Linked DNA regions of Mus musculus: regions 1, 3, 4, 5, 6 and 7 are each linked to region 2. Evidence: chromatin contacts called from public Hi-C and promoter capture Hi-C data. All regions are on one chromosome and are shown on one strand. The core of a region is the stretch at or near the end of the contact, and the rest is flanking DNA. Distances in the headings are between cores, read along the strand shown.

Region 1 (2,940 bases), core at 346-2,845, 1.4 Mb after region 2:
GGGGGGGGGTGTACCTTGACAGTCTGGCCCGTAGGTGCCTGGAAGACAGCACGCTTTCAGTGTGTGTACACAGAACCACTCAAATAGGTTGGGGTGCTCCTTCTTCCTGAGGGTTTTGAAATGGTCATTAAATCCCACGAGACGCTGGCCCGGAGGCACGCACGGCTCAGTGGGGATGCTCCAAGCCTTGGACAGTTTCAAACCCTAAATATAGCACAGGCGTTTTCAAACATATCAGCGGGGGAGTTGACTTTATAAGTTAGGTGTAGTAAGAGATCAGTAACTAACAGTGATAGCCAGACAGTAACGATGCGCTGAAGTGAGGCTTAACCACTCCAATTTTCACTTCTTAACTTCAGGCTGAAGCAACTAAGGACCTCAGGTGATTCGGGCTAGGAGGCACTGTCCACGCCCTCAAGGCTATGTGATGGGGGAAGCAAGGGTCAGGTGTGCACAGGACCTCCTTGGAAGCTTCTAAGAGATGGTGGCAGCGCAGGGGTAAATCGGGATGGGGATGTAGGATATTTCCTGCTTCTCTAGGTTCTCTACTGGGAAGATACTGCAAAATGCGAGATCAGAAGACAGGGTCCCAGGCACTCACAGTGTCTGCCACCAAGCCTCTAGCTGCTCCTCCTGCTGCTCCAAGAGTTGGTTGCACTCAAAGTCACTGCTGTCACACAGACCCTCCATGATCTCCAGAAGCCGGATCTCACTGAAACACAATCTGTCAGCACCCCAAAGCACCAGCACCCCAAAGCACCAGTCTGCTCACTTTACACATGTCCCTCCTAGAGACTACTTTAGCGAAGAGGAGAGTCTCTACAACCACAGGCAAGGTTAGTCAGTAAGGGGAGGCTAACCGGGGGGTGTGCAGCGGACCCAGGAATGGTAGGCCCCTCCATCCCTACAGCATGAGAAAGGGAGCTTATTCCATTAGTCAGGGAAGCCAGAAGTCTCTAGGAGGGCGAGGGGCTCCAGTCTGAGTTTCCAAAAGGCCCGTGTGCGTGTGTGTAAAAGCCTTCCAGTGTCTGTGCGCACAGAAGTGGCCGTAGGGAGTGTGGAAACCACAGACCAGTTGAGTGGCCAGAGGCAGGGACGACCATTGACAGGTGTCCACCACCATCGAAGGGGTTCCTCCGTGTGCCGGTGGTCTGCACCGACCCCAAGGTCTGACCACCGATTCACAGACCGCGACCGCACATCCTCGCACTTCTTGGGAACACTCACCTGAATTCGTACTTAGACAGCGTCTTCTCTTCCCACGCCGTGTTGCCGCCACCGAAATTCTTCCTGGCCGTGTTGGCCATCCCCTGTAGTGGAGGTGGCACCAGCTCGATGGGCTACCGTGAACCCCGCCGCCAGCCCCTGCCCCAGCGCCGCTGCCCCGGACCCCGCCGCCCGCCCACCTGGTTGAACTTGTCCACCAGCGTCCGGCATCTCTGGCACATCGTCGGCTTCCGGGAGGCTACGGCCCCGGGCGGCGGCAGCAGCAGCAGCAGCCCGAACGCGGCTGCAAGCAGCAGGTGCATGGCGGGAGGGCTGCCCGGCGACCCACCGAGAACTGCGGCGGAGTCTGAGCCTCCGCCCACCGGCCCGCGCGCCGGCCGTTCCCCGGGCTACTTGACTGCGTCGCCGAGGCCCCGCCCACCTTTCACCCCGCGCGCTTCTATTGGCCGGAGGAATCCCCCTTGCCTGATGTGGACCAATTGAGGCTCGCCACGAGAAGCCACCAATGAGAAGGCCCCGGGTCAGCGTCCCGCGAGAATGAGGCAGAACCGTAATCTTCTATCGGGTCCCCATGCCCCGCCCTCCACGAGTGGCCATCTTTTCTCCGGGCGGGAAGCGCCAGCTGCGGTCGCCAGCCTGGGCAATGGTGGCCATGTCAAGTTCGGGCAAAGACTTGGCTTCCGGGCCCGGTTTCCGCAGCCGGCTTCCTGCCTTGGTCAGTCTGCTCAGTTCCGCGGGGTCCTGCGGAGAGGAGAGGTTAGCGCGCGTCGCCGGGATTGGTGTACTCGGGCGGGAGGTGGCGAAGCTGGGGTTCTCCCGAGCGCGCGTGACGGCCTTTGAGTTCCTCAACCCGGGGATGGACCTGTCACTTAGAGGCTGAGCGTGTCCCTGGGGGCGGGACATCTCGCCCGAGGCCTGGACCGTTCATCCATCCTCCTCACCTGGCGCCCGGAGCTGTCATCCGTAAACAGAGCTCTACATCTGGGTCCTGCTCAGTGTGGTTGAGGGGGCCCCAGTGGTCGACATTTCCTCAGGGGCCTCAGGCAGTGAGTTCACAATGACCTTCCGAACTTTAAGTGACCTGAGGGAGGAGGAGGAGGAGATGTGGACTATGTGTATTTTAAAGAACATCTGATTGTATAAATAGTAACAGTTTAGTCTGGTCTTTGGTTTACAAGTAAGTTCATCTACACCAGCTAACACTTCCAGGTTAAAGCCACAATTTGAACGAATGATTCCCACAGTTCCCTTGGAAGCTTTGGAATCACAATGGACAGGGACGACAGGATCTTTGAAGGGTACCCCCTAATCTGAGATGCCCTCCTCCTCCACGCCACATTTGCGAAGAGTATAGCTTTTAATTTTTTAAAGATTTGTTTATTTTATGTATATGAGTACACACGGTAGCTGTACATAGGGTTGTGAGCCTTCATCTGGTTGTTGGGAGTTGAATTTACGACCTCTGCTTGCTCTGTGCATCAGATCTCATTACAGGTGGTTGTGAGCCACCATGTGGTTGCTGGGATTTGAACTCAGGACCTTCAGAAGAGCAGTATAGCTTTTTGGAGCTTGGCTCCTGGAGCTTAGCCATTAGCATCTCTTCTTCCCTGCAGCTGCCCCCATTCCTGTGATAGGTGTTTTGTTTTGTTTTTTTTTTTGGTTTTTTGAGACAGGGTTTCTCTGTATAGCTCTGGCTGTCCTGGAACTCACTCT
Region 2 (2,905 bases), core at 402-2,901:
CACCAACACTCTAACTGGTAGACATTTTCTTCCGTAACTTATAAAGCCAATTCCTCACTGTGGACTTTAGTGCACGGAAACTTGTTGTAACTGTATCCTGCACATACCTTGTTTCTGGGTTGCACCTTCCTGAAGAGCAAATACAGCAAGTAGAAGTTGCCAACGCTGAAGAGAAGATTGACAAATCTGAGCACCCCAATGGAGCAGATCACATGCTCAGACCATCCAAGGAGCCAGCTGGCAGGTTTGACCACACCGACCGACACCAGATACAGGCCAGGTAATGTAGTGATCATAGGATCCCACTTAGAAAGAAAAGACCACCAGTCAAGCACAGCAAGAGTTATCCCATTGATATAAAATGCCAAAAAAAGATAAATAAATAAATAATCAAGTTTCATTTGTCCTAATAATGAAGAACTTGGAGAGGATCGTCTATGACATAATTAATAAATCCTGGCAGACTAGACATCTCTTAAGTTTTATTTTTAAGATGTAGTGTGTGTGCCATGCACCTGAGTATACTTATTTGCAACATCTGCATGCAGGTACCCGAGGAAGCCAGAAGGTGGCACTGGATCCTCTGGACCTAGAGTCACAGATGGTTGTGAGCAGCTCACTGTGGTAGAAAGAAGTCTGGTAGCCTTCTCCAGGACAACAGCAAGAGCTCTCAACCACTGAGCTACCACCCCAGCCCCATTTTAAGAACGTTTTGCTCCCTGTCTCAAATCTGTCTGCCATTATTAAGGTGACAACAACCAACAGACAGTAAGTTATTCATTTCTACTTCCTAAGGCTTGCTCTTTAGAAAATGCATATTCTGCGACTAAATTGTCCAGGTCCCAATTTTACAAACTACCAGGCAAACAATAATGAGAACTCTGGTGGATCTTAAGATTCTTTGCACTGTGCATATTTCTGTAGTCAGATATGTATTTTTTTAAATGATGCAATCTGACTAGTTGCCAATTTAATCCAGACAACAGTAAGTTTCTACGACCAAGAATGAAGTTAGAATAAAACTATCAACTTTTGGGGGGCCCTAAGATCCTCCACTCCGCGTTCAAAATACCGGGTGGAAAACCTCATAGGTTAAGCTTTAGGTAGTTTTTAATGCATGTTCAAGGGAGCACCTGCATGTCTCTAGTGCTAGGGCTTAGTTAGACAAATCGGTCAACTGCCAAGAGGAGCTATCATCTTTATGCATTCACCTAACAAATATGCCATAATCTCGAGGCTAGGTACAGTCACTAGGCAGCTCCCTTCACGGTTTAAGTCTGGGAGGGCTGACGGGGAGAGGAAAGGCACAGGTTGGGAGGATCCGTCCCGGGGGCAGGGCCAGCAGAGACCAACCTGCGACAGGGAGAAGCGGCCCTCGCAGTACCGCTGCGCCTGCGGCAGGTGGAAGATCTCGTCCATGTACGGCTCCCGCAGAGCGCGGCTGAAGGCGGAGAAGAGCAGGCAGGACACCAGGAAGGTGCAGCTCAAGGCGGCCGAGAAGTAATAGCCCTCCAGCTGCGCCATGGCGGGCGGGCGGGCGGGCGGGCAGCCGCGTCCCGGGCCCAGCCCTGGGCAGCCCGGAGCGCCGAGCCCGGAACGCGGGCTCAGAGGCCCAGCGCTGCGGGACGAGGGACAGCAGGGAACAGGACGCAACGCAATGGATGCTGGGAGAGCGTCGGACGGAAGCGTGGGGGGGGGGGGGGTCACCGGTTCCGGAGTGGAGCATTTATGCAACGACGGGACGGTTTCTCTGTCAATCACTGCTCGCAGCTCTCAGAGTGGCCAGAGGCTGAGGGAGGGGCGGGTCTGGGCTCGGGCGCGGGAGCTGTTGTAGGTGATGCTGCCGCCGCCGCTAGGCTCTGGAAAAGAAGGGTGTCTTGTGTTGTCTGTTGCTCTCCAGAAGGCGATGAGTGGTCCCAGCTTTCTAACCTCCAAGCTCCCAAACTGCATTCGTTTGCGGTTATCCCTGTTCTCCATTGCCAGTGAGATGAGACGCTAAAACCATCATTACAATGCTTTTCCTCTCATCGTCTCTGGCTGATAATGAAGGTTGATGCTTTTTAGATGGAAACATACAACCAGCCCTTCGCTTCAGGGCGACTTTCCCTTTTGAAGAATCTATTCGTTTACAGGGCAATATTTTCCTGGTGCCTGGTGAGGAGTTGGGGCATTTGTAGGTGAGGAACACTCCTCCGTGAATATAATTTTAGTTGCTATTGCCGTGAGTGGTGGCTCACACTTGTACTGGCCCCATTTGAGAGGCTGAGGCAGGAGGATTGTTCCCAGTTCTAGATCAGCCTGGGACACTGTAAATGTCGTCCTTAAAAATAGGTAATAAATAGTCATTAATATCTGTCTCTGTTGGAGTACGTTTCCCTTATGCATCTTAATGTGTGGTGCGATGGAGTATTTATGTGTGTAGTCTCAAAAAGTGCTCACATGTATGAAGTTGAGGGCTACGGAGACTTCAGATAACCCCTTTATTGTGAGATTGGAATTGAGACTGACGGTGGAAGATATTTGAAGAAAGCTGAAGACAAAGTATGTTTTCAGCATGGTTGGTGATGCTTTGTAGGAAAAGCTTCTGGAAAATTCGGGTTGATTTTGCCAGCAGCACATCATATAGCAGCTGAGATTGCTTTTAAATTGTCAACCTTGGAATCAAAAGAAACTGGGTATTCTACTAGTTCTCCTCGACTATTAGAAATAACCAGAATTAAATTACGTTAGGATTCATGATGACGTTTCTTAACTCCCTCCACCCTTTACATCCTCTTTGATTACAGAGAACACGTTACACTTACCAATTTGAGACCATTCCCAGATAATTTAGTCTACAATTGACCTCAGGCCCAGTGGGCTTGCTCAATCATGGCCAGTGCATACCATAGAAGCTTCTGGCCCT
Region 3 (2,867 bases), core at 280-2,779, 1.5 Mb after region 2:
ACAGACATGCAAGCAGAACACCAAAGCACACCCAATTAGTAAATAATTTTCAAAAATTATTTTGAAGAAGAAAAACGGAGTCCCTCTTCTGGGGCTAGAGAGATGGCTCCTCTTGAGATGATTAAGAACAGTTCCAGAGGGCCTGGGTTCAATTCCATTCAGTCACAGGCAGCTTACAACCGAAACTGTAACTCTAGTTATAGGGGATTCAACATTCCCTCAGAGACATACTTGTAGGTGAAACACCAATGAACATTAAAAATAAGAGATTAAAAAAAGTTCCCTCTTCCAAAATATGTCTAGGTTTGTGTAAATTGATGAAAACCTATCAGCACACTGAGACTTTGAAACTTCCTAAAGATTCAAAAAAATTTTTAACTAGATCTTCTCATGAAAATAAAAGCCACACAAAAAGTCTATATAAAAATTTATATAGAAAAAAGTTTATATAGATTACAGAAAGCATGCACCAATGTCTTCATGCACAAGCCACTCCCTCAGGGTGTAGAGCCAAACTTGTAGCTTCTCAATTCTGCTTAGCATGGAATTAATTCGTGCCTTGCAACTACGTTTATTCAGAGTACTAAAAAAAAAAAAAAAAAAAAAAAAACTCAAAACTAAAATTTCCCTGGTCTTATTAATTTTTATCACCACGATATAAAGGGGAAAATTTCTTTCTTCCTACCAAGTCACAAGAATGTACTTGCCTTGGCTGACTGGCTTTACGAAGCCAGAAGGCACAAGTGTCCTTTTAAAAACTACACTTAATCTTATCCTAATTAACTTCAAAAACAAATGACTTCCCTTTTTACAAACGCCAGAACCGCGACAGCCGCTCCTCCTGAGGCTCGGCGCTGCAGGGACTTGAAAAGACGCGCTGGAGCCTCGTGAGAACCTCCAGACGGAGAGCGAGGACCCGCAGCCATCCCGGGCAGAAGCGAGTGGGTCGCACCAAAAAGGACAAAAGGAACAAAAAATGACGGCAGGTACTGCGACCGTGAAGACGCTACGGAGCCAAAGCGTTGAGTTAAGTTTCGTTAAGCCTCCGCGGTCAGACCCAGACGCACACGCTTCAAGCTAGGCAGGCACCAAGAAGCGTGACACCGACCCGTGTCACCGCCGTGCCGCCTGCCTGCGCCCCTTCCTGGACACGCGCGCCCACCGGCACCGGCTTGGGGGACGCCACGACGTGGCGGGAGCCCGGCACCTGACGAAAGGTCCCACGGGGCGTCCCGCGGTCGCTCCCCTCCGCGGCCTGGGCCCGCCCGCGGCGCGAGGCGCAGCTGTCAGAGGCCGGGCCGGGCTGGGCCGGGCCGGGCGCAGTCTCGGGACACAGCCTCCACCCGGCCCGCCGCGCACGGACAATGGCGCGGTTCCCCAACCCCTGCGCGGCGCCGGCCGTCGAAGACGCCACTGGAGCGTCCCGCGCGCACTCACCTGAGGCGCCGGCTCCGCGCTGCGCTGCGCGGGCCCGCGGGCTGCGAACAGCGCGACGGGCGCGCCCATTCATTAGCCGCTTTGTCTGCCCCCGCCGCCCCTCCCGCCGCCCCAGCCCCGCCGCCCGCGACGCCGCCGGACGCTGCGCCCCTCCCAGGGCCCCGCGCGGGTCGGGGGCGGGGCCCGGGGCGGGGCTGTCGTGCGCAAGCGCAGTCCGTGCGCACCTGCCCCGCCTTGGGGGGGGATGCCTAGAGTACGGCTGGATGGGCCCCGGCTAGGCAAACGGGGCGGAGCTACGAAGACTACGCAGGCGCAGTTTCCCCTCGCCCCATCTCCGGAGGTCAGGTTACTCCGGCGCAGTCTCACACACACGAGGTCTGGTCGCTGGCCTCCTCCGTCAAACTACGCAAGCGCGGTCTGGCGCACCTGCCCTGTCGGGCGTTCGGTCCGAAGACTACGCAGGCGCAGTCGCCACGGCGGTTGGTTGGAATTGCTGCGCGTTTGAGAAGCGCGCGTTCTCAGTGGTTTCTTCTTAGGGCTTGGCCGTTAGGGTGGTCCTGCGCTCTCAACGGCTGGCCGCGGAGCTTCCGGGCTTGTGGTCAAGGCGGGCGCCTTCTCCGGGGGCGTTGCGCGCAACCACTTTCAGTAGCCCTTGGGTGGAGGCTAGACACAGCAGGTGCTAGCTGCTCAGGGCCTGGGGCCATGTTTGGGTAAAAGAAATAAGGAGCTGAACATTGAACGCCCCAGTTCAGATGCCTGTGCGGACCATGTAATTTCTGCAGGTGGAATTTATCCCAGAGGTCCTTCTCTGATGACACTTTAGACCACAGCTTGTTCTCTTATGCGGGAGTTCTGTCCTACGCCCATCTCCTGTTCTGCGTGTTTAGGAGTTTCCTTCTGTGATTGAGGTGGTGGTGGTGCGGTCGGGGGAGGCGTCGAGTGCTGATGTCACACCTTGCTTACCCTGATTCACCATCACTGGTCAATGGACATGGTTTGGGATTCTGTGTCTTTAAGTTCAAGGGAAGGTGGTTGGGCTGCCAGTGCACTGCTGGTGGAAGTCATCATTGGTGTGGAACCCTGAGCCTGGCTTCTGTCTTCTTCGCCTTCCATTCAGGGAAGCTGATGTTTGTGGTGGAGGTGGTGGCTCCATATGAGACTCAATGGGGAACAGCAGAAAGACCTGGGTGGAGGTCCTCAGCTAGCAGGTTCCCGTAGGGTACAGAAGTTTTTTCCCAGTAACCTTCCTCTCCTTGTTATGCCCCTCGTACCCTACACCCCAGAGGAAAGAGAACATCTGCCTTCATGAAGGATTTCCGAAGCCCCAGGAGAACTGTTGAGACATGGGTTCTTGAGCTATAGAGCTAAGGGGTAGCGCCTAGAACAAGTAAAGTAGCTAGGAGAGAGTTTGAGCTTTAGCTTAGGATGTC
Region 4 (2,831 bases), core at 9-2,508, 1.5 Mb before region 2:
TCTGAACTACTTTGTACATCTCAGTGGGCTGCATGATTTATTCACGAATCTCATCTCGATCTAACTATGCAGAAATGGCATTGCTCAATAATGGGAAACATGACAGGGAGAAGGGCGGTCGTCGTGAAGTCCCTTCAGAGCGTACAGGACATTTTCACGTCTCCCTACCTACTTGTAGAAGTTTGTTGCCTTTATCGGCTCTATTTTAGCAAAAGGTTATCTGCATTCAAAGACAAATCACAAAACGCAAACTCCTACAGTAGTCACCTTTAGTGAGTGCTCATTCATGCTTGTATGTCCTCTGGTTCAAAGATCAAACCCTCCTTCTCAGCTCGACCTTTGTCTTGGCTAACTCATGCATCACATTCCTTAGTTAGTCTTCTTGTCCATCTTCCCCATTAGAATTTGACACCACTAGCCTAAAATTTTTATGTAACTGTCGTACCACAAGGGTGTAGATTGTATGGAATCTAGTACATGATACGAACTCAGAACATGGTAGCTCAATTCATGCAACTGCTTAACTAAATGAGAAAATTATCACAAAAGGTATTTGGGCCTGAGCCTTCAAATCGCCATGGTGCCAAGACACCATTTTTTTCCCTCTCCATCCCCTCCTCCTCCTTATTCCTCTTCCTCTTTAATTTCTCTTTGAGATTTAGTAGCTCAGGTTGGCCCTGAATACAATTCTTCCTGCTTTAGCTGGAGTGCTGAGATTGCTGGCCTGTGTCACCATTCCTGTCTAAGAGCCCAGTTCTCCTTTCTGCCAACCCAATCCTGATTTAAAAAAAACAAAAACAAAAACAAAAACCCTTCCCATCCCTTCAGTCTTCATAGTCACTGCCTCAAGTTGCTTGCAGTGTGAATTTGGTGGTGGAGCTAAATAAGGAAGCCACTGAACATCTTACTACTCTCTTATACCAGGAAGCCCAGGATGTGCAAAGGCATCTAAGCACATCTAGCAGAGAGCCGGGAACAAAGGTGGGGGAGCATGAAGGGAGGGCAGGGACTGATTCCAAACAGATGCCAAGCTGACTCACAAGGTCATTGTCCCACAAAGGCCATAACAAAAGCAACCCCAAGTCACAAAATCTTAACGACTGATGGAGGGACCTAACAGAGTCTCCTCATAGTTAAGACCCACAGCCTCACCACACTATTGCTGCCTGGCAGCAAGCTTCCTCTCCCCTGGGGAGCTATACACAATGCTCCTTGGCTGCAATGCAATCCCTGCCCAGACCTCCATAGCTACACGACACATCCTGTGATGACTCAGCCCTGGGACAGGCCCTGTCATCACTCAAGGCCTGGCTATTCCAAGCCTCTGTGTGATGTGCCCGATTCACTCTTAGCCGATTAACTTTGTTCTTTAACAATTTCACACATGTACGCAATACATTTGATGAGGTTCTGCTTTTATTAAAATGCCATCAGAGAGAAGGAACAGCCTGCAGGAGGCGTGTCTTCCTCACTAGCCTGGCCTTGCCACAAAAATCTGGTGGTGCTTACGTTGTTGTGTCTCAGATCAATCTTCCTTTTTTTTTTTTTAATGTTTCACTGCCTAAAAATATCACATAAGAGCTGCCAAGTCCCCCTGCCTGATGCCAGACAAGTTTTCCTGGCAAAACTTCCTGTTTATGGGGTCAGGAATCTGAAGCAGTTTGAGCCAGGACCTTAAAGCTTAAGGGACCTCCTAAGGTATAAGAGGGATTATACATAAAAAAATCATTTTCAAAAAATCGTAAATATAAAACATTTCATTCTGGACAATTTTACCAGTTTTGAAACAGTGAATAGCCCATCAAACATTAGCACTCCTGTAAAATTTATTTAAGAAGAATAAATAAATATGTACAGGAAAATGCAGGCAATCTTTTTTAGAGAAAAAGACCTGATGAGAACTCTAAAAATTCCCATGGTATGTAAGCTAAAAGTCAATCAACAGAAACTGGTTCCTAAAATAGGTTATAGATATATAGGAAAGCTACACAGTTATTAAAATTGTAATGACAATAATAATAAATACATTTATTAATATAAGGATGGAAGCAAAACATGCATTTAAAGTAGATACAATGTTACAATTTCTGTAAGTTTGCATCATACATGGCTGCATTTAAAATGGATACAATGTTCCAGTTTCTGCAAGTATGTATCACATATGCCATAAATGAGCAGAAGTCCTGAGGAACATACACCTATTATATATTTTTTTATCCTTTATATACATACATACACACTTCAGCTAGCCCCATCTACATATCTGAATTTTTCAGAATTTATAGCTTTTATAAGAAAACAACATAACGTTGTTCCTCCTTATTAAAAAACACAGTATTCCCCTTACCATTTTGTTCCAAGAGAGTGGACAGAGCATGTGCAGCTGCTTGGAAGACATCTTTGGAAGAAGAGTGCATCAGCATAGACAGCATCACTTCCCTGTGCGCAGGGAACCTTTGAAAAAGCCAACCACATCTCAGTTCGCAGCCTCCGGCCCCAATGCTCACTTTCGCTGCCTGTGAACGCTAACAGCACAGGCAGTGGAAGCCACACTCTATGCCATCTCCACTTACAATAGAAGCTTATGCCAAACAATGCTATTGGCAGAGGTTAGATTCAAGTGTGTCCAACACTAACACTTCTGTTTCTTCAGAAGCCTGTAAGCCTTATGGAGGACGCATGGCTTTGTAAACATGTAAGGAGGGATAGGCAGCTACAAAGTTGCTATGGTGCAAATCACACAGGGTGAACATGAAAACAGAGTTAAAACCAGGGAAGGATGGGCCGAACAACAGCACAGGATTTCTTCTCACTTCTCACAGCAAGAGACA
Region 5 (2,943 bases), core at 47-2,546, 1.4 Mb before region 2:
GGTTACAGCTTCTGGCTTTTACAAAAAGATGGATTTTGCACATTTGCGCTCAGGTCCTCAAGCTTCTGTTGGCAGCACTTTACCCATTGGGCCATGTCCCTTGCTTAACACTCTATTCGCTTTTACTTACCGGGTGAAACAGCTAAATGTGCGCATGCGCAGCCATCTTTCCCTCAGGGGAAGAGAGAGAGGTGGGCCTCCCTGGCCCCACCCTTTCATCACGAGCCTGTTTCTCGTGTAGCTTGTATGTCTGTGGTCCTGTCTGGACCCCAGGGGACTCTGAGGTTTGCCAGTTTGAGGTACGTGTTATTTAACACTTAAAACCTTTATTTTCTATTTCCTCTTTCAGAAGATACCTAGCAACTAGACTTAAAATACTCACCAGAGATTATCCACTAAAATAGTAGCCTTGGCGCTAATATGAAAAAGAATCTCTTGTTCAGTATTATTAAATTCACAGCAAGACTCCTTCAGTTAGTGAATTTAAGTTCTAAGAAAGTTTAATATTCTCTTTTCTAACTGCATTCCCCTTCCCGTCTCTGAAGGAGGCTATCTGGGTCCTGACCTAGTCTTCGATTGATTTCACTGTACACCGAGTCCCCTGTGTCTATGATAGCATAACCCCTGTGGGTTTTTAACCTTCGTGACACCAGCCTGTAACCCTGAGACCACAGAACTGTCTGGAACTTGTTGTGGATGGCGCTGGGGCTAATTATATTCGATGTTAATTCCATTCTTCAGTGAATAGATTCAAACAAGGAATGAGTCAGCACCCAGGTGATTTCCTGTAAACCTGCTTCCCACCTGAACTTGTAAAATAAAGGAGAGCTGATGATTGGGCAGATAAAAGGGAAGGTGGAGCAGAAGGTGGGGAGAGGGAAAAAGGAGAAAATGGAAGAGGGAGAGGATGCAGAGGAGGAAGAAAAAGAAAGAGAAAATGGGAGAGGGCAAGGGCAAAGGAAAAGGAGGATGAGGAGGAGGAAGAGGAGGAAGAGGAGGAGGGGGGAGGAGGACGGGGGGGGGGGAGGAGGAGAAGAAGCACATGGCCTGGAGAAACCGAAAGTTCTAAGAGGTCTCATAGATGTGGAAGATGGTAGTATAGTGGTAGATCTGCCCAATCTAGGCACAGAGCATGTATTCATATTAATTGTGTTGTGTTTTCATTGCCAGGCACATTTGGGTTGGAGATTTACCACAGCAGGAACACATAGAGAGTACTAAGCCAGCCGGGACTGAATGGCGAGACTCTGTCTCAAAAACAAAACAAAGATCAAAATAAAAAACCGGGAAGTCGTTCTGTTCTGCTTTGTCCCTCGTGGCCTTGTCTGTTGTCCCATAACTAATCGCAATGGGATGTTGTAAGGCAAGAAGTTACAATGTGACTTGCTCAATTAGCAGATTGCTTAGGATGTGTGTAGGGGCTGAGCAGCGGATTTCATCATGTTCCACCCTTTCGACAGTCATAAGATACTTTATTCTTTTGTGTTTCTGTTTTGTCTGGGGCATCCCACTCTGAGCAAGAGGATGGATGAACTGAGGGTCTTGGACATGCCACCAGGCCTGTGTGCTCCAACACCGAGCTGTATCCCCAGCCCTCAATTCTTTATCTATCCAGACCCTTTGTTTAAGTTAAATGTTTTAACTGATACAAAAGAACCTAATAGTTGTGGCTATTAATAGAGTGGATACTCATGCACATATACATTGTATTCAACTCCTTCTCTAGCTTTTCACCTATAAAGTGCACTATTGAAAGTATCTCTGGTCATCTTGCTAACAGTTCACCTGAACTGCTTGTTCCCTTTTATCTATAATTGAGGGCTATGGATTGACTTTGTCTATCTTTTCCCCAACCTGAAATGGCCCCAGCTTCTAGTAAGCACCATCCTGCATTCAGTTTCTATACCAACGTTTTAGTGTCCACAGATGCCTTTGGTCATGTGGTCTGTATCTTGTGCCTGGCTTATCTCACTTACATAATGGTTTCTAGTACCACCCACACCATTGCAACTGCCACGATTTCATTATTTTTATGACTAAATAGCCTTCCGCTGCATGAATGCCCCACGTTGTCTTTACCTGTATATGAACCCACAGGCCCCACTTGCTTTCTTTCCTTGGCTGTTGTGGATGGTGCTACAACAAATTTAAGATTCCAGGCAGCTTTTGATAATTAATTTTTTATATCTAATTGTGTGTTTAACTTTGTGTCTATGGGTGGATATGTACAGGGTGGAGGTGTATAGGGTGGAGGTGCACAGAGACCAAATCCAGTGTGGATCCCCTATAACTAGAGCTATATGCTGCTTGATGGACATGCTAGGAATTGAACTTGGGTCCTCTACCAGAGCAGTGTGTGCTCTCAACCACTGAGACATCACTACAGCCCCAGGAGTCTCTTTAATATACTAATTTGATTTGCTTTGAATTGCTGTGGGGTTGCTGGCTCACATGCAGGGTTTGCTTTTGGTTATGTGACTTTCTCCACATGATGCCCTACGATGTCTATATGAATTGTATTCCCAGTCAACTTTGACTCACCTTCTTTTCTTCCTCCGTTCTCACCAGACCATTCTCCCTGCCCCAGGTAACACCCACCCTTGGTTTATATTTGCATTTCTCAGATGATGGTTCATTTCTTATCTTTCTTGTTTTACAGATGAGATTGAACAACAGCTCAAATCCCGGAGGGTGACTCTAGAGGCCACAATGTAGTCTTTATACAATACTGAAGTTGTGGGAACCCAAACAGACACTTGGATCTATGAACAAATATATTTGTTCTCCTGAGCCACCACCCTTAAAAATAGAAATAAATATATTTCATTTTCCCTTCCCTCCTAGATAATTCTAATCCCTTAATCTGTTTTATTCTTTTAAACACTAGTGTGACTGTGATGGTGGTTTTACATTGGTTCACTTAGATTGTTTTGCACTGGTAGG
Region 6 (3,082 bases), core at 560-3,059, 1.4 Mb before region 2:
GTTCAGTTGATTGAAAATCAGGGTCCAGTTTTTCCCAGTGGTACCAAGCAGGCGTGAGACTACCAAGTCTAGGTCTTGGCAGTGTAGGCAGCCAGAATTAGACACTTTTGAATATAAAGCAAGAAGGGTGATGTAGGTGGAGAACAGAAAGCACCTTCAAAATGATTCATATTCCGTGGGTAAAATTCAGACTCTTGGTGCTAAAAAGTACAGTATCTTTATCATACCTCCATCTTCCTCTTGATTTTTGTCTGATAACAACCTGAAAATGACTAGTCAGATAGGAAAGTTTCACAATTGGAAAAATAAAAATATTTACTGCAGATAAAAGTATGCTTTTCTAAAAGAAAATTAGAGCCAGGTATGGTGACATATACCTATAATTATAGCACTGGGGAGCCAGAGGCAGGAAAATGGCAAGTTCTAAGTAGTCTGGGTTATACTGTGAGAACTTGACAGGGTGGGAACAGAGGGAGAAAGAGGAGGAGGCAGGAGAGGAGGAGGAGGAGGAGGAGGAGAGAGAGAGAGAGAGAGAGAGAGAGAGAGAGAGAGAGAGAGAGAGAGAGAACTTGGAGACTAAGAAAAGTTTAGTCTCTAGAATGACTATGAAGGAGTATTCTATTCTTCCCGTGCCTCCAGAGTTCCCCGACAAATAACTCTCAGTATTTGGATGACAAAACTGATTTCAGTTCCCCAGATCGCAAACCTCTAAAGGAAGTTAGCACCTTCAGAAGTAATTCTGTCCTGACTGAAAGCCATTCTTACTTATCCGAGTCTGCTTTAAAATCACAGTTAATTACATAGCCTACTTCTGGACTTCCTGTGACACAGATCCAGACAGAAGTTCTACTTTTGTATCCACTTTGTATGATAACAGCCGCAAAGTAGAAATGTAAACACGGCAGGCGAGGGGGCATTCGGGAAACATCACTTTCTTTAGATACTGGGTGATATACACTGCAGGAAGAATCCTTGAAATGTGTCTTCTAATTTAAAAGTATAAAAGCAAACTGACCCTAGACTTGACTGTTTTATTACTGTTTTTTTAATTACCCTCCCTTGCTGGAAATATTCACTGCACTGCTCTACCAGAAACTCGCTGTATATTAAGGAGCATTCTTAGAATAGTTTGAAAGGTTAACGGACTCACCTTGCCAATAAGAGCCCTGTTTTCATTTTGCTGCTACCACCACCCAGATAATGTCAAAGGTGCTTCTCCTCTGCCAACATTTGACAAGATTTCCCCTCTTAAAGCAAATCTCAAGACCCCGGGACATAAGGCCTATCACAGAACAGTCTTCAGGAACAGATGGGAAGGCCCGCTTACCTGCTGTACACTGGCAACTCTCATGTAGGAGTCCAGGACAATCAACAGAGGCACGTGGAAATTTTTATCTTCAAATAACTTGGAGGCTGGAAAAGAAGGGGGCAAATGGGGGATGAAAACAAAGTCACAAACCACGGCATCCTGGCATCCTTTCAATCTTCCAGGGATCTCAGCTCCTTCCTCCCTGAAGGAAAGGAGTGGGGTGCCCAAGATTAAGACTCAAGTGCAGGATAAAGTTTGCAGAGGAGGGAGGGGCTGCAGGCATTACCGCGGTCCGAGTAGGTGAACACCAGCATGTCCTCCAGGAGCTGAAGCAACGTCTCGATCTGCTTGCCTTCCTGGACATTATTCAGCCTGACTATCAACTTCTTCAGAGCCTCCTCCTCCTCTTCCTCTTCGCAGCCCTGACAGGCGCCACTGGCCATGGTGCAGCCGGCGGGGACTGCGGCGAGCTGGGACGGCTCCTGCTCTCAGAGCTGCTCGGCCGCCTCCGCTGCAGGCCCAGCCCTCGGTCCCCAGCCGCGCCCAGACGGTGACGGCGACCGCCCCTGCCCAGTCTCAGCCCGGCCTGCCCAGCCGCATCGCGCCGCTGGGAACTCCGCCGGGGAAAAGCGAAAGCCGCCACCCCGCCACTAAGAATAGCAAAGGGGCGTTGGGAAAGGAGGACACCGCCCAGTTGGCCCCTTTCAGGAAAGCGGTTTCTTTTAAGAGTTCCCCCTATAGGGAGAGGAGTAATTTGCTCCCCAAAGAATGCAGCGTTTAACAATCAAAATCGGCCAGCTACATGGGCTTTAGGAGTTGTTTGCTTGTTGGTTATCCTGAGCTCTGGTTGTGGTTGCCAAAAGGCCTCTCTCTGTTTTGAGTTTGCAGGCAGGATCTGGGAGCTCTGATTCAGCTCTCAAGGATGGAACTCACAGCAGAGTCAGTGAAGCTAAGGTTGGAAGAAACAGTCTTTAAACGGCATTCTTGGTCTGAACTAGTTATTAGTACTGCTGCCCGGGCCTCTAAAGTTAAAAGGGGTATTCTGAAAGCCGGGGCAACTGCTAATTCCAGCACCTGGGAGGTGAAGACAAGAACCAAAGAAATCGGAGGCCATCCTTGCTTCATACAAGTTCAAGGCCAGCCTGGGCTATAAGAGCCTACCTAGAAAGAAGGAATGGGGGGAGGGGAGAAAGGGAAGGGAAAAGGAGAGGGAGGAAGAAGTAGAGGAAGAAGAGAGAGGGAGAGAGCAGGGGGAGAGGGGGAGGGGGAAGGAGAAGAGGTAAATGAAGAGTTGAAGCAGGAGAAGAAAGGGGAGGGGGCGGGGGAGAAGGGGACAGATCTGCAAGGCACAGTGCTAAAGCATCCCTGTGAAGAAGATGTTGCATCCCAAGAAGAAAGCAAAAGAAAATGCTCACGTAGTAAGGTTTTTCAAGAAGAGAAGTCTCTGGTACAGTGCTGTAGTCAAGGCTTGGATGTTCTATGGTCTCAGATGACCCAACCTCAAGGTTATTTACCCCGAAGGAGAATTAGAGCAGTTAATTTATTTCCTGGCTTCTAGTTCGTTAACATTCTGATAACAATTCACAAACGGATGAGGAGTTCTTTCCTGTCTGAGGAAATGTCTTTGGGATGGGTAAGAGGTGGAGGGGTTTGAGAGGCGGGTTGAGAGCCAAGACACAACTGAAGGTCAGGCTGAAAGTTTGTCCACACTCTGCACTTTCAGCAGAACAAGAAAGCAAGTTTCCATCAGCTTGGGTACTCACTGAGTGCTTC
Region 7 (3,070 bases), core at 351-2,850, 1.4 Mb before region 2:
TGGCCAGCAGAAGCCAGCACCACCCTGCAAAGGCACATGTGGCTTCCCACACAGGACCATCATTCTGTGGATGGTCCCACCCACATCATTTATCAGCCAATACAACAGCCGCACATACATGCCCATGAGCCAATCTAATAGAGATAATTCCTCAGCTGAGGTTCCCTCTTACTAGGTGACCAGCAGAGTGTGGTATGTGAACTGTGCCTCAATAAAACTATTTTTGAAGACAGCACGCATGATAAAAAAATTAATATGAAACAGCACAGGAAGAAAAAGGACATAATAAAAATTAATTAATGGCTAACTAGCATGGTGACATAAACTAGAATAGTGTTTCTGGTTTTCCATCACTGAAACAAGACATGAAGATAATCAGCTGGAAAAGAAATCTCCTACTTTGACACACAGTCTCAGAGGCTTTCAGTCTGTGGTTGTTGTAATCTCTGATGCTGTGAGCATAGCTACAGAAGAAACGGTAACCTTCATGAAGTCTGGAAGTAAAAAGAGAAATGAGGGGCTGAGTCCTCAATTATCCCTTCAAGAGCACGCCCCCAGAAACCTCACTTCCTTTTACTAAGTGTCCCCTTCCTAATGCTGTGACACTTTATGTGTGTGTGCACGTGTGTTTTTTGTTTGTTTTTGTTTTAGTTTATTTTATGTATATGAGTACACTGTAGCTGTCTTCAGACAGACCAGAAGAGGGCATCGGAACCCATTACAGATGGTGGTGAGCCAACATGTGGTTGCTGTGATTTGAACTCAGGACCTCTGGAAGAACAGTCAGTACTCTTAATTGCTGAGCTATCTCTCCAGCCCATTGTGACATTTTAAATGCAGTTCCTCATGTTATGGTGACTCCCACCAGTAAAATTATTTTCATTGCTACTTCATAACTAACATTGCTACTGTTATGAATTATAATGTAAATATCTGATATGCAGGATATCTGATTTGTGGCCCCTGTGAAAAGTTTCTTTGAATCCCAAAGAGGTCATGACTAGTTTGAGAACTTCTGTCCTAAACGTGCCACCTAGTAATAGCTAGATGGAAACCTTTCTTCCAAACAAGAACCTTTGAGGAACATGTAAGAGCCAAGCCATGATAGATAATTTATACATGATACTGTGTAATGAATGTGACTTGAGGTCATAAGATACTGTTATTTGTGTGTGTGTGTGTGTGTGTGTGTGAGAGAGAGAGAGAGAGAGAGTGTGTGTGTGTGTGAGTGTGTGCGTGAGTATGTGTGTGAGTGTGTGTGTGTGTGAGTGTGTGTGTGAGTGTGTGTATGAGTGTGAGTGTGTGTGTGTGTGAGTGTGTGTTCAACTAATTAATTTCAGCAACTCATTTACCTGCTAACTTTACAGTTAAAAGAAGATACATAGTAGAAAATATAATAAGCCATGTCTTTTTTCCCTCTCATCAAGAAAACAACACTGGTTTTCAAAGAAAAACATGGGTCCTATAAGTGAAAATATTTGTGTTCCTTGACTTTCTCTTTTGTTTACTTCCTCTTCAAAACACATGTAATATATGCATAACCAACTTCATGTCGTGCACTTCCTGTGGTGATCCACAGCTATTTAAAACTTTCATTTCTCACGTCACTCATTCCTAGGGAGGGAGCTGGTTCTGAGTAATACTCAGCTTTGAAAATGCTACTTGCTCCTTACAATCTGAACACGAAAAACAAAAGAGGTGATTCAACCAGCACTGTCATAAGCATTCGAGAAGCATCTCCGAGCGGCTGATTTACTCAGAACGGAAAAGCACTATAAATATTTCTAATATGTCCTTGAAGTCACAAGGGTAGACTTTCCAGGCCTTCCTCACAAAGCGTGGTCTCAGCGGTGAAGGCGGAATGTCTTCTAAAATCCTCTTCGCTTTTCAAAGTGAAAACAAATGTTATCCACAGAGACACGTATTATTTTAGAAATTTATATGTAGAGATAAAATAGCATGGCTATTGTTCCTAGGAACATATTCGAGCAAAGAGAAGAAGGGAAAGTATGGGGAAGAGGTGTTAGTAATGGAATGGGTGGCTTTAAATTCCGTGTTGTTATTATTTTCGGCATTGAGCATGTGTGCTGTTCTGTGTAGATATTTTTGAGCTAAAGGAAAATGTTTTTATTACTATTGTTCTTTGCTTTCTTATTTTATTTTTGAGAATATAATTATTCCATCTCTCTACCCTCCCATTATCTGAACTTATTTTCCTTCAAATCCATGGCTTCTCTCTCTCTCTCTCTCTCTCTCTCTCTCACTCTCTGTCTCTCTCTTTCTCTCTCTCTCTCTCCCTCCCTCTCTCTCTACATATATATCTATATATATAGATATGTGTATATATGTGTGTGTGTCTGTGTCTGTGTGTCTGTGTGTGATTTGTACAGTGTGTATATAATGTATATGACGCATATGTACATGTAGATGTATGTTTGTTTATATGTCTAGACATATATAGTGTTGGCCTTTCTGCTTGGATGGAAAGGTGTCCTGGGACTCTGAAGTGCAGGACCACACAGTTCTGAGATGGGACAGTGTTCCAATGGAAGGATATCCTGAGATACAGGAGCCCAGGAACCACATATCTCTGAGCAGAAGTCTCCGCGGCAGAGGTGGCAGCTCCCAGGAGTGGGGTGGGTATCCAGATCTGAGCCGAGAAGCTTAAGAACCTCAGCCCCTATTTTTCTCTTCCCTTCTTCTCTTCGTTGTTTCTTGCCTTCTGATGAGAGAGAGCCACATCAGTCAGCAAATCTCATAAAAGAGATTTATTGGAGGGTCCAGGCTGTGGAGGGACAAATCCAGGACTGGCTGCCTCTGCTCCGTGGAGGGAGCAGACAGCTGGGAATGGGACAAAGTCCAGTGCTTATATTGGGGGTGGAGCTCTTGGGGATGGAGCTTTCTAGGGTTGAAATTTCCAGGGTGAGGATACATGGGATTTCAAGGCCTGACTTTGGGGGTGCTTAGGGATTGGTGGGTTTTGCCAATCAGGGATTTGGTGGACTTTGGTGCCCAGGGATTGGTGGGTTTCTGTCAGAAGTTCAGGGATTGGAGGGTTTCTGTCAGAAGT

Evidence for each region. Promoter capture Hi-C pulls out the DNA fragments that hold promoters and counts their contacts. A called contact is a pair of places that touch in the nucleus more often than the background predicts.
Region 1: a promoter capture Hi-C map of pre-B cells shows a contact between it and region 2. The contact joins the promoter of Creld2 here to the promoter of Alg10b in region 2. A contact is called at or near these places in 2 of 39 promoter capture datasets (liver and pre-B cells) and 1 of 9 other capture datasets (liver).
Region 3: a Hi-C map of B cells shows a contact between it and region 2, with 5 read pairs. The contact joins the promoter of Zbed4 here to the promoter of Alg10b in region 2. A contact is called at or near these places in 1 of 39 promoter capture datasets (pre-B cells) and 1 of 484 Hi-C or Micro-C datasets (B cells).
Region 4: a contact with region 2 is called in a promoter capture Hi-C map of hippocampal neurons, with 2.8 times the contacts expected there. The contact joins the enhancer-like site here to the promoter of Alg10b in region 2. A contact is called at or near these places in 8 of 39 promoter capture datasets (the 3T3-L1 cell line, 3T3-L1-derived adipocytes, the C10 cell line and 4 more).
Region 5: a promoter capture Hi-C map of pre-B cells shows a contact between it and region 2, with 8 times the contacts expected there. The contact joins the enhancer-like site here to the promoter of Alg10b in region 2. A contact is called at or near these places in 4 of 39 promoter capture datasets (the 3T3-L1 cell line, the C10 cell line, hippocampal neurons and 1 more) and 1 of 115 datasets of contacts at active chromatin or transcription factors (large pre-B cells).
Region 6: a contact with region 2 is called in a promoter capture Hi-C map of pre-B cells. The contact joins the promoter of Lrrk2 here to the promoter of Alg10b in region 2. A contact is called at or near these places in 9 of 39 promoter capture datasets (the 3T3-L1 cell line, the SN4741 cell line, cranial neural crest and 6 more).
Region 7: a promoter capture Hi-C map of pre-B cells shows a contact between it and region 2, with 4 times the contacts expected there. The contact joins the enhancer-like site here to the promoter of Alg10b in region 2. A contact is called at or near these places in 4 of 39 promoter capture datasets (the 3T3-L1 cell line, the C10 cell line, liver and 1 more) and 1 of 115 datasets of contacts at active chromatin or transcription factors (large pre-B cells).

What each region holds. Positions count from the first base shown.
Region 1 is chr15:88,818,301-88,821,240 of GRCm38.p6, reverse strand. It overlaps Creld2 (cysteine-rich with EGF-like domains 2), which reads right to left and starts at 1,595. Exons shown (of 10, transcript NM_029720.2): 1 at 1,407-1,595; 2 at 1,228-1,310; 3 at 602-712; 4 at 15-106. The coding sequence starts at 1,529. Alg12 (asparagine-linked glycosylation 12 (alpha-1,6-mannosyltransferase)) reads left to right here and starts at 1,923. Exons shown (of 10, transcript NM_001142357.1): 1 at 1,923-1,983.
Region 2 is chr15:90,223,057-90,225,961 of GRCm38.p6, reverse strand. Alg10b (asparagine-linked glycosylation 10B (alpha-1,2-glucosyltransferase)) reads right to left here and starts at 1,651. Exons shown (of 3, transcript NM_001033441.3): 1 at 1,354-1,651; 2 at 108-305. The coding sequence starts at 1,524. Mir7648 (microRNA 7648) reads right to left here and starts at 1,602; the gene lies at 1,550-1,602.
Region 3 is chr15:88,750,373-88,753,239 of GRCm38.p6, reverse strand. Zbed4 (zinc finger, BED type containing 4) reads right to left here and starts at 1,529. Exons shown (of 3, transcript NM_181412.3): 1 at 1,438-1,529.
Region 4 is chr15:91,701,793-91,704,623 of GRCm38.p6, reverse strand. It overlaps Lrrk2 (leucine-rich repeat kinase 2), which reads right to left. Exons shown (of 51, transcript NM_025730.3): 11 at 2,348-2,454. Among named protein-coding and RNA genes, the nearest start is that of Lrrk2, 30 kb to the right of the region's middle. Within about 2 kb of position 1,258, at least 186 of the 459 cell types and tissues checked have an H3K27ac peak or open chromatin away from gene starts, as enhancers often do. A contact at or near this core is called in 3T3-L1-derived adipocytes, the SN4741 cell line, hippocampal neurons and 1 more, where this site is marked.
Region 5 is chr15:91,631,689-91,634,631 of GRCm38.p6, reverse strand. No RefSeq gene overlaps it. Among named protein-coding and RNA genes, the nearest start is that of Lrrk2, 40 kb to the left of the region's middle. Within about 2 kb of position 1,296, at least 49 of the 459 cell types and tissues checked have an H3K27ac peak or open chromatin away from gene starts, as enhancers often do. A contact at or near this core is called in pre-B cells, where this site is marked.
Region 6 is chr15:91,671,951-91,675,032 of GRCm38.p6, reverse strand. Lrrk2 (leucine-rich repeat kinase 2) reads right to left here and starts at 1,809. Exons shown (of 51, transcript NM_025730.3): 1 at 1,596-1,809; 2 at 1,328-1,413. The coding sequence starts at 1,752.
Region 7 is chr15:91,650,216-91,653,285 of GRCm38.p6, reverse strand. No RefSeq gene overlaps it. Among named protein-coding and RNA genes, the nearest start is that of Lrrk2, 21 kb to the left of the region's middle. Within about 2 kb of position 1,600, at least 57 of the 459 cell types and tissues checked have an H3K27ac peak or open chromatin away from gene starts, as enhancers often do. A contact at or near this core is called in pre-B cells, where this site is marked.